4 separate regions of the Sus scrofa genome follow, and all the other regions are linked to region 1. A link is a contact called in public HiChIP or PLAC-seq and promoter capture Hi-C data. All regions are on one chromosome and are shown on one strand. Each heading gives the region's core, a stretch centred on a gene start, on an enhancer-like site or on the middle of the called end of the contact. The rest is flanking DNA. Distances are from core to core; before and after follow the strand shown. Region 1 holds the start of MST1R (macrophage-stimulating protein receptor). Region 2 holds the start of GMPPB (GDP-mannose pyrophosphorylase B). Region 3 holds the start of SEMA3F (semaphorin-3F). Region 4 holds the start of RBM5 (RNA-binding protein 5).

Evidence for each region. Promoter capture Hi-C pulls out the DNA fragments that hold promoters and counts their contacts. HiChIP or PLAC-seq counts read pairs in DNA pulled down with a chosen protein or histone mark.
Region 2: an H3K27ac HiChIP or PLAC-seq map of alveolar macrophages shows a contact between it and region 1. The contact joins the promoter of GMPPB here to the promoter of MST1R in region 1. A contact is called at or near these places in 2 of 5 promoter capture datasets (fetal liver and liver), 4 of 47 Hi-C or Micro-C datasets (epiblast stem cells, liver, skeletal muscle and 1 more) and 2 of 2 datasets of contacts at active chromatin or transcription factors (alveolar macrophages and skeletal muscle).
Region 3: a contact with region 1 is called in a promoter capture Hi-C map of fetal skeletal muscle, with 6 times the contacts expected there. The contact joins the promoter of SEMA3F here to the promoter of MST1R in region 1. A contact is called at or near these places in 1 of 5 promoter capture datasets (fetal skeletal muscle) and 1 of 47 Hi-C or Micro-C datasets (skeletal muscle).
Region 4: an H3K27ac HiChIP or PLAC-seq map of alveolar macrophages shows a contact between it and region 1. The contact joins the promoter of RBM5 here to the promoter of MST1R in region 1. A contact is called at or near these places in 2 of 5 promoter capture datasets (fetal liver and fetal skeletal muscle) and 2 of 2 datasets of contacts at active chromatin or transcription factors (alveolar macrophages and skeletal muscle).

Annotation. Positions count from the first base shown.
Region 1 is chr13:32,422,184-32,424,883 of Sscrofa11.1, reverse strand. MST1R (macrophage-stimulating protein receptor) reads left to right here and starts at 1,270. Exons shown (of 19, transcript XR_002337520.1): 1 at 1,270-2,700.
Region 2 is chr13:32,251,833-32,254,573 of Sscrofa11.1, reverse strand. GMPPB (GDP-mannose pyrophosphorylase B) reads left to right here and starts at 1,419. Exons shown (of 10, transcript NM_001244541.1): 1 at 1,419-1,544; 2 at 1,641-1,777; 3 at 1,903-1,983; 4 at 2,074-2,122; 5 at 2,261-2,403; 6 at 2,608-2,741. The coding sequence starts at 1,649. IP6K1 (inositol hexakisphosphate kinase 1) reads left to right here. Exons shown (of 5, transcript XM_021068778.1): 5 at 1-1,059.
Region 3 is chr13:32,640,080-32,642,895 of Sscrofa11.1, reverse strand. It overlaps SEMA3F (semaphorin-3F), which reads right to left and starts at 1,520. Exons shown (of 19, transcript XM_013981731.2): 1 at 1,025-1,520.
Region 4 is chr13:32,578,452-32,581,151 of Sscrofa11.1, reverse strand. RBM5 (RNA-binding protein 5) reads right to left here and starts at 1,372. Exons shown (of 25, transcript XM_005669588.3): 1 at 1,058-1,372.

The DNA.
Region 1 (2,700 bases), core at 21-2,520:
CCGCAGGCCTACACTGCAGCCACAGCAATGTGGGATCCAAGCCGTGTCTGCGACCTACACCACAGCTCATGGCAATGCCGATCCTTAACCCACAGAGTGAGGCCAGGGATCGAACCCACAACCTCATGGTTCCTAATTGGATTCGTTAACAACAGCCACGACGGGAACTCCGGGAGTCATATTTTAAAGCTGCAGAGTGATGTGTCATGTTGTAGTTTGAGAGACCCCTCTGCTGCCCCTAAGATGATCCCTTCAGGTTGGAGAAAGAGGCTGGGGTAATGTTCAGAGGGAGAGAGAGCCCAAAGAGGGCAGAGTGGCTAGCACTCCTTCAAGGTGACAAATGCAAGGGCAGTCGGGCAGTTTCTAAGCTTGGTCAGATCTTGTGAGTTCAACTTGGAAGAGTGCTTGTACTCGGCACGCAAGACCCATCAGCTGACTACCCCCACATGGCTTACCTGCCCCCCTCCTGAAGGCTGAGTGGATAAGCAGGGAGAAAAAGGCACTCTGTGGACCTCTGCTGTCAAAGACCAAGGGTTTCTGAGAGGAGATGCCAGCCTGGGGGCAGTGAACATTTGGGCCACACGGCGGCAGCAGAGACCCAATTGTTGGCTGCTGCACCCCCACACCCTCACCCCCAAAACAGGTGAACAGGTGATTAAAGAGAGCCTGTGAGGTTTCCTCCCAAATCCCAGAAGTCTCTCCTAATTTCCTCAGTCAGAATAGGGGTCACAGGAACCCATGTCTCATCCCTAGGCAGAGAATGTTTCATTTTAGTCTTGCCCAGCGTGACTATCTTTAGACATGTTGATTGTGGAACATAGGAATGGTGCCATAACTTCTGATGTGTGTTTATTCATTTCCGGGCCAATTCTCGTTAAAGGAGGGAGTGTCTTTTATGTTGCCTCAGGCACAGTATCCTCTTAGCACTGGGAGTGGCCACCCAAGTGCTGTTCCTCTCTGTCACCAAATGCTCACTGAGCTCCAGCTTAAAGGGGTAGGGGAGTCCAGGATTAGAAATGGGGGAAGGGGGGAGTTCCCACTGTGGCTCAATGGTAATGAACCCGACTAGTATCCATGAGGATGTGGTTTCGATCCCTGGCCCTGCTCAGTGGGATAAGGATCCAGTGTTGCCGTGAGCTGTGGGTGTAGGTCTCAGACACTGCTTGGACCTGGCGTTGCTGTGGCTGTGGTGTAGGCCAGCAGCTGCAGCTCCGATCTAACTCCTAGTCTGGGAACTTCCATATGCCACAGGTGCAGCCCTAAAAAGAAAAAAAGAAAAAGAAAGAAAAAGATAAAGAAAAAAAGGAATGAAGGCAGGGGATGTCAGGTATCTAGAGTAAACTGTGCACAGGGTCTGTGAGACCCACAAACTGCACCTGGCACTGCCTGGATCAGGTAGGCTTCCTGGAGGAGATGCCACCTAAGTTGCAAGAGAAGGAAGGTAAAAGCTTGCTCCTGAAGGAGGAACAAGGAGTCTGGATTGGGTGGTGAATAGAGGATATACATGTAGGGTCAGGAGCTCTGTTGGGCTGAGAGCTTCTCTCCCCACGACCGCCTTACCCTCCAAAGCTCTGGGACTCACAGTTCACGGGTCCTTCAGACCTCAGCCTAGGGCAACCTGGTGAAGATTACCCTCCCTCCAGGGTCCAGGCCCACCTGGCTGAGGGGGCTGTAAGGCTGAGAATGTCCCCTAAGGCCCCCCTCCAATGTTGGGGGGGCCAGTTACCAGGGAGCAGCTGCTGAAGTCCAGGTAAGAGGTGTCAAGAGCAGACCTAGGGTGACTTCCCTCCCCCTGCCTCATACCTCTCAGAGCCTGGAGAGAGAACTCTGGGCAACCACCCAGTTAGAACTACATCCTCATCTCAGAGACCGAGAGACTGAGTCCCAGCCTGGCTTCAGAGCAGGTTAGAGGTCCCCTGGGAGCCAAAGCCCATGTTTCCACCATACCAGGGAGGCACTGGAGCAGAGCCAGGAACAAAGGCCAGCATTGCATATTTTGTTGTCCTCATCCTACAGCTGCCACCTACTGAGGCAGTGGTGGACGGACCAGAGCTAGGGTTGGGCCTCCACATAAGCTGCTTCTCCTTTGACTCTAATGTCCAACCAGCAGGACATTACAACTTCTACTCCCTGGGTGGGCAGGGTGCAATGCACTGTCCTCTGACAGCGTCCTGTAGCTGTCAGCCCAGGGCAGGCCCACAGAGGAATAGTTCCTGCCTAAGCGAGGGTAGTGCCACTCCTGGGGTCTCCCCACACTTCCCCTCTGGTTCTCCACACATTGGTGGTCTCTGTTTCCCACACGGTGGGTCCACCAGGCCCTGCCCAGAAACAAGGGTCTGAGGATGTTGTAATATCCTGGAGCCAAGAGAAGAAATAGACCAGGTGGTCCTCAAAGTGCTGGGGCAGCCCCCCCACCCCGCCCCTTCACTTCCTCCTTGTCGGTCGTGGTGGGGGGAGTGGAGGCAGAACAGGAAGGCTCAGACCTACTTAACCTCTTTCCAGGTCACTCCAGCACAACCATCCAGAGGCCATAGAGAAAAAGGCGCCCAGGAGTAGATGCAGGACTCAGGCTTCAGATTGCGGGAAGAGTCGCACCGGCTGAGCGGTCGGGCTAGGCTAGTCCTACAGCGGGCCACGCCCACAGCTCCGCCCCCACACCCTGGTCCCACCAGCCCCGCCCAGGCTTTCCAACTGAGTTTG
Region 2 (2,741 bases), core at 170-2,669, 170 kb after region 1:
TAGTCATTTCTTGGCAGGGCAGAGGCCAAGACAAAGGTTTGGGGGCCAGCTGGGACCCCCTTGTTGGAACCTCTCCAGCCTGGGGATGTGCTGTACCTCCTGAGTTCCTATATTTTGGGAGCAGATGCTGCCCCCATTCTGCTCTTCATCACGAGAGGCTGTACCCACTTATAGTCAGCGTTTTCCTGGCATTGAGAAGAGCAGGGCTGGGATCTGCTGCTTCTCCCGCAGGGCAGGGTCCCTCCTTCTTTCAGCACTTTTAAACACTTGGGAGACCCAGCCTTGTTATCTGTTGAGTGGTGGGCATGCGCATCTGCACATGCTGTTTGCCACTATTTTGCCCTGCTCCATGCCAGAGAGCCCTGTCCCTGCCAGGCCCTGTTTCCCCAGCCCCAACTTGGGACCAAAGTGCAAGACGGGATCACTGGTTGGGGCGCTCAAGCGACCCCTCTGTGTAGTGCTTCCCTGGGCCAAGTCGACACCAGCCCCCTAGCGGGGTGGGATGGGCGGTGCTTAAAAGAAAGGGGACCAGTGTAGCAACATGCTGGGGACCCCACCCCTCTCATGTCCGGTCCTGTGCAGTGGGCGTGGGGTTTCTCCTAAGGGGCCAAAGGCCTGAGCTAGTTATGTAGCTGCTGCTCACTTGCTCACGGCTGGCCATGTGCACACTCCTAGATGCAGAATGCTTTGAACTTTAGAGCTGTTCAATTTGGTCTTTGTGCAGATTTAATGTTTTAGTGGAAAAAATTTGGGAGAATCCTGGGAAGGTCCTGGTTCCTTTGCTTCTCCGGGAACTGTAAGGCCTGGCCTCGAGGACCACTCTCTGCTCCACTTTGCTGGAAGCTGCCTAAGCCTGTCCACGCTGCCCGAGCCCTGCACCCGGATACTACACTTGGCTCCGGCCGTGTCCGGGCGCGGTTGCTTTTTCTTGGGACCTTGAGCGCGGGAGAGGGGGTGCTCGAGCCTTGGGCCGAACCTGCCCCTTTCCGTACACCTAGCGCTGCCCGCCCCGCTTGTGTCTGAGGTCGTGTATGTCAAAATAAAGCCGCTAGAAACTGAGGCGTGTCCGTGTCTTTGAAAAAAAAACAAACCCAGAAACTCGGGGTGGACTGGCCTAGCCCAGCCCGGCCTCCTCGCGCCCTCGGCCCCGCCCCAGTTCCTCCGGCAGGGCGGGGCCGGAAGCGGCTGGGGTGCGGCTGACCTGGGCCCGAGAGGACGGAAGCCTCGCCTGCGGCGCGAGCTCCGCCTTTGGATCCGCCAATGGCAAGCCGACCCGCGGATCCGGTCCCGGTCGCCATGGCAGCCAGGCGCGCTCCGCTCTCATTGGCTGAGTCTGCCGGAATACCGCGTCGCGGCGACCCGACGCCGATGGCCGTGCCACGTATGCCGCAGCTGATTGGCCCGCCCGGGCTCCCGTCATACACTGGCGGACGCCAGCCAGAGTTGGCAGCTCGCTGCTCTCGCTTCGGCGTCGCGTACTAGCTTGCCGCTGACTTGGACTTAGCGTCGACGCGGACTGGGCGGACAAGGCAGAACAAGAGTTGGTCAGTCTGGAGCGTGAAGGGAGCGGGAGGGTGTCATAGGGGTCGGCTGGGCGGGCCGCGGACACCTCGGAGCCCGGGACTCACTCTGGCCTCCAGCAGGCGCAATGAAGGCACTGATCCTGGTGGGTGGCTACGGGACGCGCCTGCGGCCGCTGACGCTAAGCATACCGAAGCCGCTGGTGGATTTCTGCAATAAGCCCATTTTGCTGCATCAAGTGGAGGCGCTGGCCTCGGTAAGGCCCAGGGACGGGGTCTTGGTGGGATTTGGCAGGGTGAGGGACGGCCAGCGACAGGAGGGCAGGGATCCCTGTGCCTTCGGCTGAGCCCGCCTGAAGGCCGGCACTGTTCATTCCCACAGGCAGGCGTGGATCACGTGATTCTGGCCGTGAGCTATATGTCTCAGATGTTGGAGAAGGAAATGAAAGCACAGGAGCAAAGGGTGAGGCACGGATTCTTGGCTTTTTCCCTTGGTCCCCGCTCAGCTTCCCACCCTAGTAGGAGAAACCTAACGGGGCCTTCTTCCTTCCAGCTAGGAATCCGAATCTCCATGTCCCATGAAGAGGAGCCTTTGGGAACAGGTCAGTAGAGACAAGAAGGTTCCTTGGGGAGGGTTTAGGGCCAGGAGAGGGGCAAGACTCTGTCTGCATGGGGCTTGCTGAGCCTGGGTCCAGAGGCTCAGACCTGGAAGATGATGGTGACCTCTTGCTCTTCCCCAGCTGGACCCCTGGCACTGGCCCGTGACCTGCTCTCTGAGACTGCGGAGCCTTTTTTTGTTCTGAACAGTGATGTGATCTGCGATTTTCCCTTCCAAGCCATGGTGCAGTTCCACCGCCACCATGGCCAAGAGGGCTCCATTCTGGTAAGGAAACAGGTCTTTCTTCTCCGATAACCCACCCCACCCCAGCCTCTCTCACCTCCCAGCTTTGAATTGCCCCAATGTTTTGGGTGCAGAACCATGCAGTATGTGCCTTTATGCATCTGGGGGCACAATCCCAGATATAAGACACCATGTACCTCAAGACTCAGGAGCCCTGGACTAGGTCTGAGGTCCCCCTGCACTCAGGTGACCAAAGTGGAGGAGCCCTCTAAGTATGGTGTGGTGGTGTGTGAGGCTGATACAGGCCGTATTCACCGGTTCGTGGAGAAGCCACAGGTGTTTGTGTCCAACAAGATCAATGCAGGCATGTACATCCTGAG
Region 3 (2,816 bases), core at 271-2,770, 220 kb before region 1:
TTGGGATGAGCCTCCCAACCTCTGGGTGCAGTCTCCCTATCTCTAAGACAGGGGCTTCGGGAGACAATCTGGATGGATTCAGGAGGACAGGAACCCTCAACCACCAGAGGGGACATATCGGTACCTTCAGCTCATCCCCTTCCCTCAAATAATCATGGGCTGGTGTTCACAATACAGTTATCTCAGGAATTGGAAGTTATTTATCCAGCCAAGCCTCCAGTCCTAGCTCCAGCTGACCCTTTCTGTGAGCCCTGCCTCATTCCTGGGCCACCTTGACATTCTCTGGTCGCACCTGCTCTAGGGAAGCCCACCAAGCTCCTAGTGTCCCCTACCCACTTTTCCGACGGGCCCCAACCTGTCCAGATGGGAGCTTGACTGCAGGCTCTCCCAACTCACTTTCTCCCCACATAGAGCAGGGCCCCTAATCCAAGCAAGACTTCCTGCTAGAAGAGCAAACCCAAACTGGCAGTGGGAGATCAGGGGACTGGTCACAGAGCTGAGAGAAAAGCCTTAGGGCTGGCTGTCCTCCTGCCCTGCTGATCTTGGAGACCCTCCACGTGGAGGCTGCCAGAATAGCGCTTTGCTTCCAGCAGAGGATCCCCAGATCGGGACATTGAGGCAGGGCAGGAGTACCTACTGTAAGAGCACTGCCTTGAGGCGTTTCTGGGACAGCTCAGCCAGAAGGGGCATCAGGCCTCCCACTCCCGGAACAAGGGGGTGGAGGTGTGTGGAAGCACCCATCCACCCAGAACCTTTCGTTGGGGGGGGGGAAAGTTGTTGCTTTGCACACTGGCGACCCCGAAGGCCATCACACATCCCCATGTCGCCTCGACGCGGAGGGTCCCGGCAGCCCGGACAGCGCCCACTCCAGTTTTGTCACCCTGCGTCCGCGGGAAGCTCCCAGGCTCTCCCTCTGAGCCCCACGACCTAGACACTTCCGCAGAGTTGCAGTGCCGCGGGTCCAGAGGGATCGCGGGATGGCCGGGCCGCCTGCCCGCTCCCTCCCGGTTCCCGCCGCACTCACCTCTTCCACAGCGGCGGGGCCTGGGCTCCTGAGCGGCGGCGGCGGCGGCAGCAGAGAGGCTCCCGGTTGGGCCGGTCCGCGCTAGCGGCCCCCCGGGGCCATGGCCCTGCCCGCGCCCTCTTGCCGCTGTGCCTGGGCCGGGGTCGCCGCAGCGGCCCCGGCTTAACGGGTTCTGCGGGCTTCGGGCGCGTCAGCAGCCGAGGCCCCGGGCCCCATCCCGGGCCATGGGAAGGCTCAGGGGCGCTAGGGGCCGCCTCCCCCCGGGTGGGCTGCGGGCGCCCCCTGGCCGGCGCGCCGAGGGCGCATTCCCCGGCGCGGGGCGCGGGCAACGGCGCGCGCTTGGCTTCGGGGCGCTGTGCTCGCCTGGTCTCTGGACTGGGGCCGGGCGGCCGCGCTGGGCTGCGCTCTGGGATTGCCGGACCGCCGCGGTTCGCTCGCTCGCTCGCTCTGGTCTCGCGGCCGCCGGCGGGACGGGACGCTCGGAGCCGCGCGGGGAGCGCCAGCAATTGGCCGCCCGTGGGCGACATTTGCATAGCGCGGCCCCGCCCCGCCCGCCCCGCCCGGCCCCACCCCCGGGGCGGGACCCGCTTGGCCGCTGTCCCGCCCCCGCTCCACCTGTCCGAGGACTGGGCTCAGGGCTCCCCGTCGGTGGGGCAGCCCGCGCCCGGGGAGGCTAATCTGCCCTCCGCGCCCCCGCCCCGGCTTCGCGGGCGGCGCCCCCGCCCCGCCCTGGCTTTGTCTTTCTCCGTGGATACACCGCGCACATCGCGCCTGGTGTTTACCCGGGCCCTCAACTCCCTGGCGGGAAGAGCAGGCGCGCCGGGGAGCAGCGAGCCTGCGCTCACCTGCGCACCCCCTGCGGTGTCCCTCCTTACCACCCGCTGCCCGCCGCGCCTGGCCCCGCGTGAGCCAGGACACAGGACTGCACCCGGCCGCTCAGCAGGTGGCGGTACAGCCCCTGGGACTGCTGGTACCGCTGGACATGCCTCCCGCCTCCGGCCCAGGCCAGGTCAGCCTTACAGCTCAGTTCAGCAGCTCCAGGGCTCCCAGCCATCCCTCCAGCAGCCAGCCCTATTTCAAGCCTGTAGCCCCCCAGACCCATCCCTCTGAGTTCCACACCCCAGAGAAGCCCGATAAGCTGGGCCTCCTCTTGTAAAAGGGACATTTGCTTTTCAAATGGCCTCCTGAGGACCTGAGGGCCCTGCGACTGAGCCATGCGCCCATTGCCCATTGTGACCTCCACCCAACCCCAACCCAATCCCCAAGGCCAAGGCCTCACCAGCCCCCTGCACTTTGCTGAGGTTCCAATGGGCAGGACCCTCTTTGTCCCCTCTCTCCTCCCTATTCTTTCCTCTCTCCTCTGCCCTTCCCTCCTCTTCCCCCTCCTTCCTCTCCCCCTATTTTTCTGTCTCTTCTCTCTCCTCTCCTTCCTCCTCCTCTCCTCTTCCTCCTTCCCCTTCTCTTCCTGGCTAGCGAGACCGGTGGAAACATCTCTCCCTCTGACCCATTGACTGGTTGACTGTAAATGCAGGTTGGGGTGAGATGTTAGGGATCCTGATGAGGGTCTCCTGACCTGGACCTGGAGTGCTGGCCCAAGCCAAGGCTGGCCACTTGATGTGAGGAAACATCAGCCTGCTGTTACGTTAGCTGCAGTGACAGCACCTGTGCATCTCCTCCTTGTCCCTGTCTCCATGCCTTATTTGAAAACACTGTGAAAATCACTCCTCCTCAACCTCACTCCTCTGCACCAGATCACTCTTGAGTTACCACCACTGCACCACCATTACCAGCA
Region 4 (2,700 bases), core at 123-2,622, 160 kb before region 1:
CATATTCATAACAAACCCATAAAATGATGCAAGCAGAAGATTCATTTCCTGCTCCTACTCTAGGATTACAATGCAAAAAGGGCACAGCTGCAATCAGCTCTCTGTGTTCTGGATCAAGGCAACTCCAACCGGGTAGTTAAAACATTAATCAAAGTATCTTTATTAATAAAAGGAGCAAAATGAAGTTTAAAAATTACTGATAAAAAACTTAAAATCTTTCAGAAACCCGATGCTGAGCTGACTGAAATCTACTCCATTTATAACGCAACGGCTGGTCCAAAGCTGTTTCAATCAGACAAGAGCAAACCTCGACATGACTTAATTCCTAGGTAACAATAACCACCCCAGAGGCTGCCAGCCTGGCCCCGCGGCGCACAGGGAGTGATACAACATCACACAGCTAGACGGCGTTCGATGTGTGTAAGGTCCGAGAAACTAGTTACAGCCGTCCCTGGCGCCTGTTCAAAGAACATCTGCTGAATTAATAAATGGAAAAGAACCATCTGGGAGAAACAAGGCATTGGGTATAATCTCTGATGCAGCCCCTGATCGCCTGGGCAGTGCCCGGACCCACCTCCGTGGGGTGTCGCGGCTGAGATGGCGGCGCCACGGCCTGCGAGACCGACTCAGGCGTCCTGCTTTCTCTTCCTGCCTGCACACGCGCCTTCCCCCAAGAGATTCCCAGCCCGAAGATCAGCCTTCACCTAACAGCTTTCACCGAAGCTGCGGGGCGATGGCGGCTGGAGACTACCAGGGCGCCCCTGAGAAGTACCCGAAACAGACGACGATTCAGTTCAGCTGGGGAGTCAGAAACACGTCCCGGTAGGGGTACACTCAAAGCCCGAAAGAAGCGGGCCTCGAACTGGGCGGCAGAACGCCCTCTGAAAGTTGACAACGCTGGTGGCGAGGAGGGGCGCGGCCCTCCAAAGCCTCTGGTAGCCCTTCGGGAGATCTGGCTGGGGCTGATGGGCCGCCGCCCGCGGCTGACAGGAAGGCTCTACAGAGTCTACCCCAAGAGCAGAAACTTCCAGTCATTACGGGTGGATGCCGCACTTACCCCCAAGAAAGACAGAAGTAGCAGCAGTAGCGGTTTTATGCTCCAGATTTGCAGCAGGGTCCACCGCTTCACAAAATGGCGCCTCCGTCGAAGGCCGTCTCCTACCCACAGTACCTCGCGCCTATCCCTTCCCCTCCTCCCCCGCCTCCTAAGGAGAAGTCCAATCCAGAAGGTTTTTGGCTGAGCGAGGGCTGCTGGGAAGTGTGGTCGCTAGGGCAGCCTGTCACTTAACTACGCCCAGTGTCAATTTCCTGCGTATTTCTCTTTCTTCAAAACCACCGCCAAGTCCTCAATCTGTCTTTTGCAGAACTCTCACCTTTATTAGGCAAAGTAATTATTTGCCTTGGCTACAAAGGTCTTAGAGAGTACAGTTTGCTTTCACTGATAGGATGTAAACCATCACGATTAATCTGGCTTTAAGAGAAGGAACATAGGTTGATTGCCTATTGCATCATTGAAAAGTAGATTAGATTATTGGGCCACAACCTTTACAAATAATATATTTTTATTTTAATGACCTAGGAAGTGAGTATTAAACCCATTTACAAGTGAGGAAATTGAGGTTTATGGAAATTAAGATTTTTTTTTCTTTTTTAGGACCCCACCCTGCATCATAGAGAAATTTCCAGGCTAGGGGTCCAGTCGGAGCTACAGCTGCTGGTCTACCCCACAGCCACAGCAATGTGGGATCCGAGCCCCCGTCTGCGACCTACATCACAGTTCAAGGCGACAACATATGCTTAACCTGCTGACCTTAACCCACTGAGCAACGCCAGGGATTGAACCTGCATCCTCATGGATGCTATTGGGTTCATTACCACTGAGTCCCGCGGGAAATTCAAGACGACTTTTTTTTTTTTTTTTTTTTTTTTTTTTTTTTTGGTCTTTTAAAGGGCCACACCCGCAGCATATGGAGGTTCCCAGGCTAGGGGTCTAATCAGAGCTGTACCCACCGGCCTACAATAGCAACACCAGATCTGAGCTGCTTCTGCGACTTAGGCCTCAGCTCAGGGCAACTCGGGATCCTTAATCCACTGAGCTAGGCCAGGGATGGGACCGGAAATCTCATGGTTCCTAATCAGATTCCTTTCCGCTGCACCACAACGGGAACTCCTGAAGACTATTCTTGAAGGCAGTCCAGAATATCATTCCATTAATATTAGTCTAAGGCAAGGGCTCAGGGAAGTTATATACCAGGGTTATTTTAAGAGTTATTACTTGGCCTTCCTTTTTTCTTTCTTTCTTTTTCTTTTTCTTTTTTTTTTTGTCTTTTTCCTTTTCTAGGGCTGCTCCTGCAGCATATGGCAGTTCCCAGGCTAGGGGTCTAATAGGAGCTATGGCCACCCGCCTACAGCAACGTGGGATCTGAGCCGCATCTGCAACCTACACCACAGCTCACTGCAACACTAGATTCTTAACCCACTGAGCAAGGCCAGGGATGGAACCTGCAACCTCATGGTTCCTAGTTGGATTCATTAACCACTGCACCACACCGGGAACTCCTGCTTGGTCTTCTTTCTAAGAGCATCTCGAAGTTAACAGCCAAAACCAACCTTGTCTCCTTCACAGCCTTCCCTGGACTGTGAGTGGCAATTCCCTGCTTCCAGTTACTCAGGACAAAAACCTTAGAGTCATCCATGACT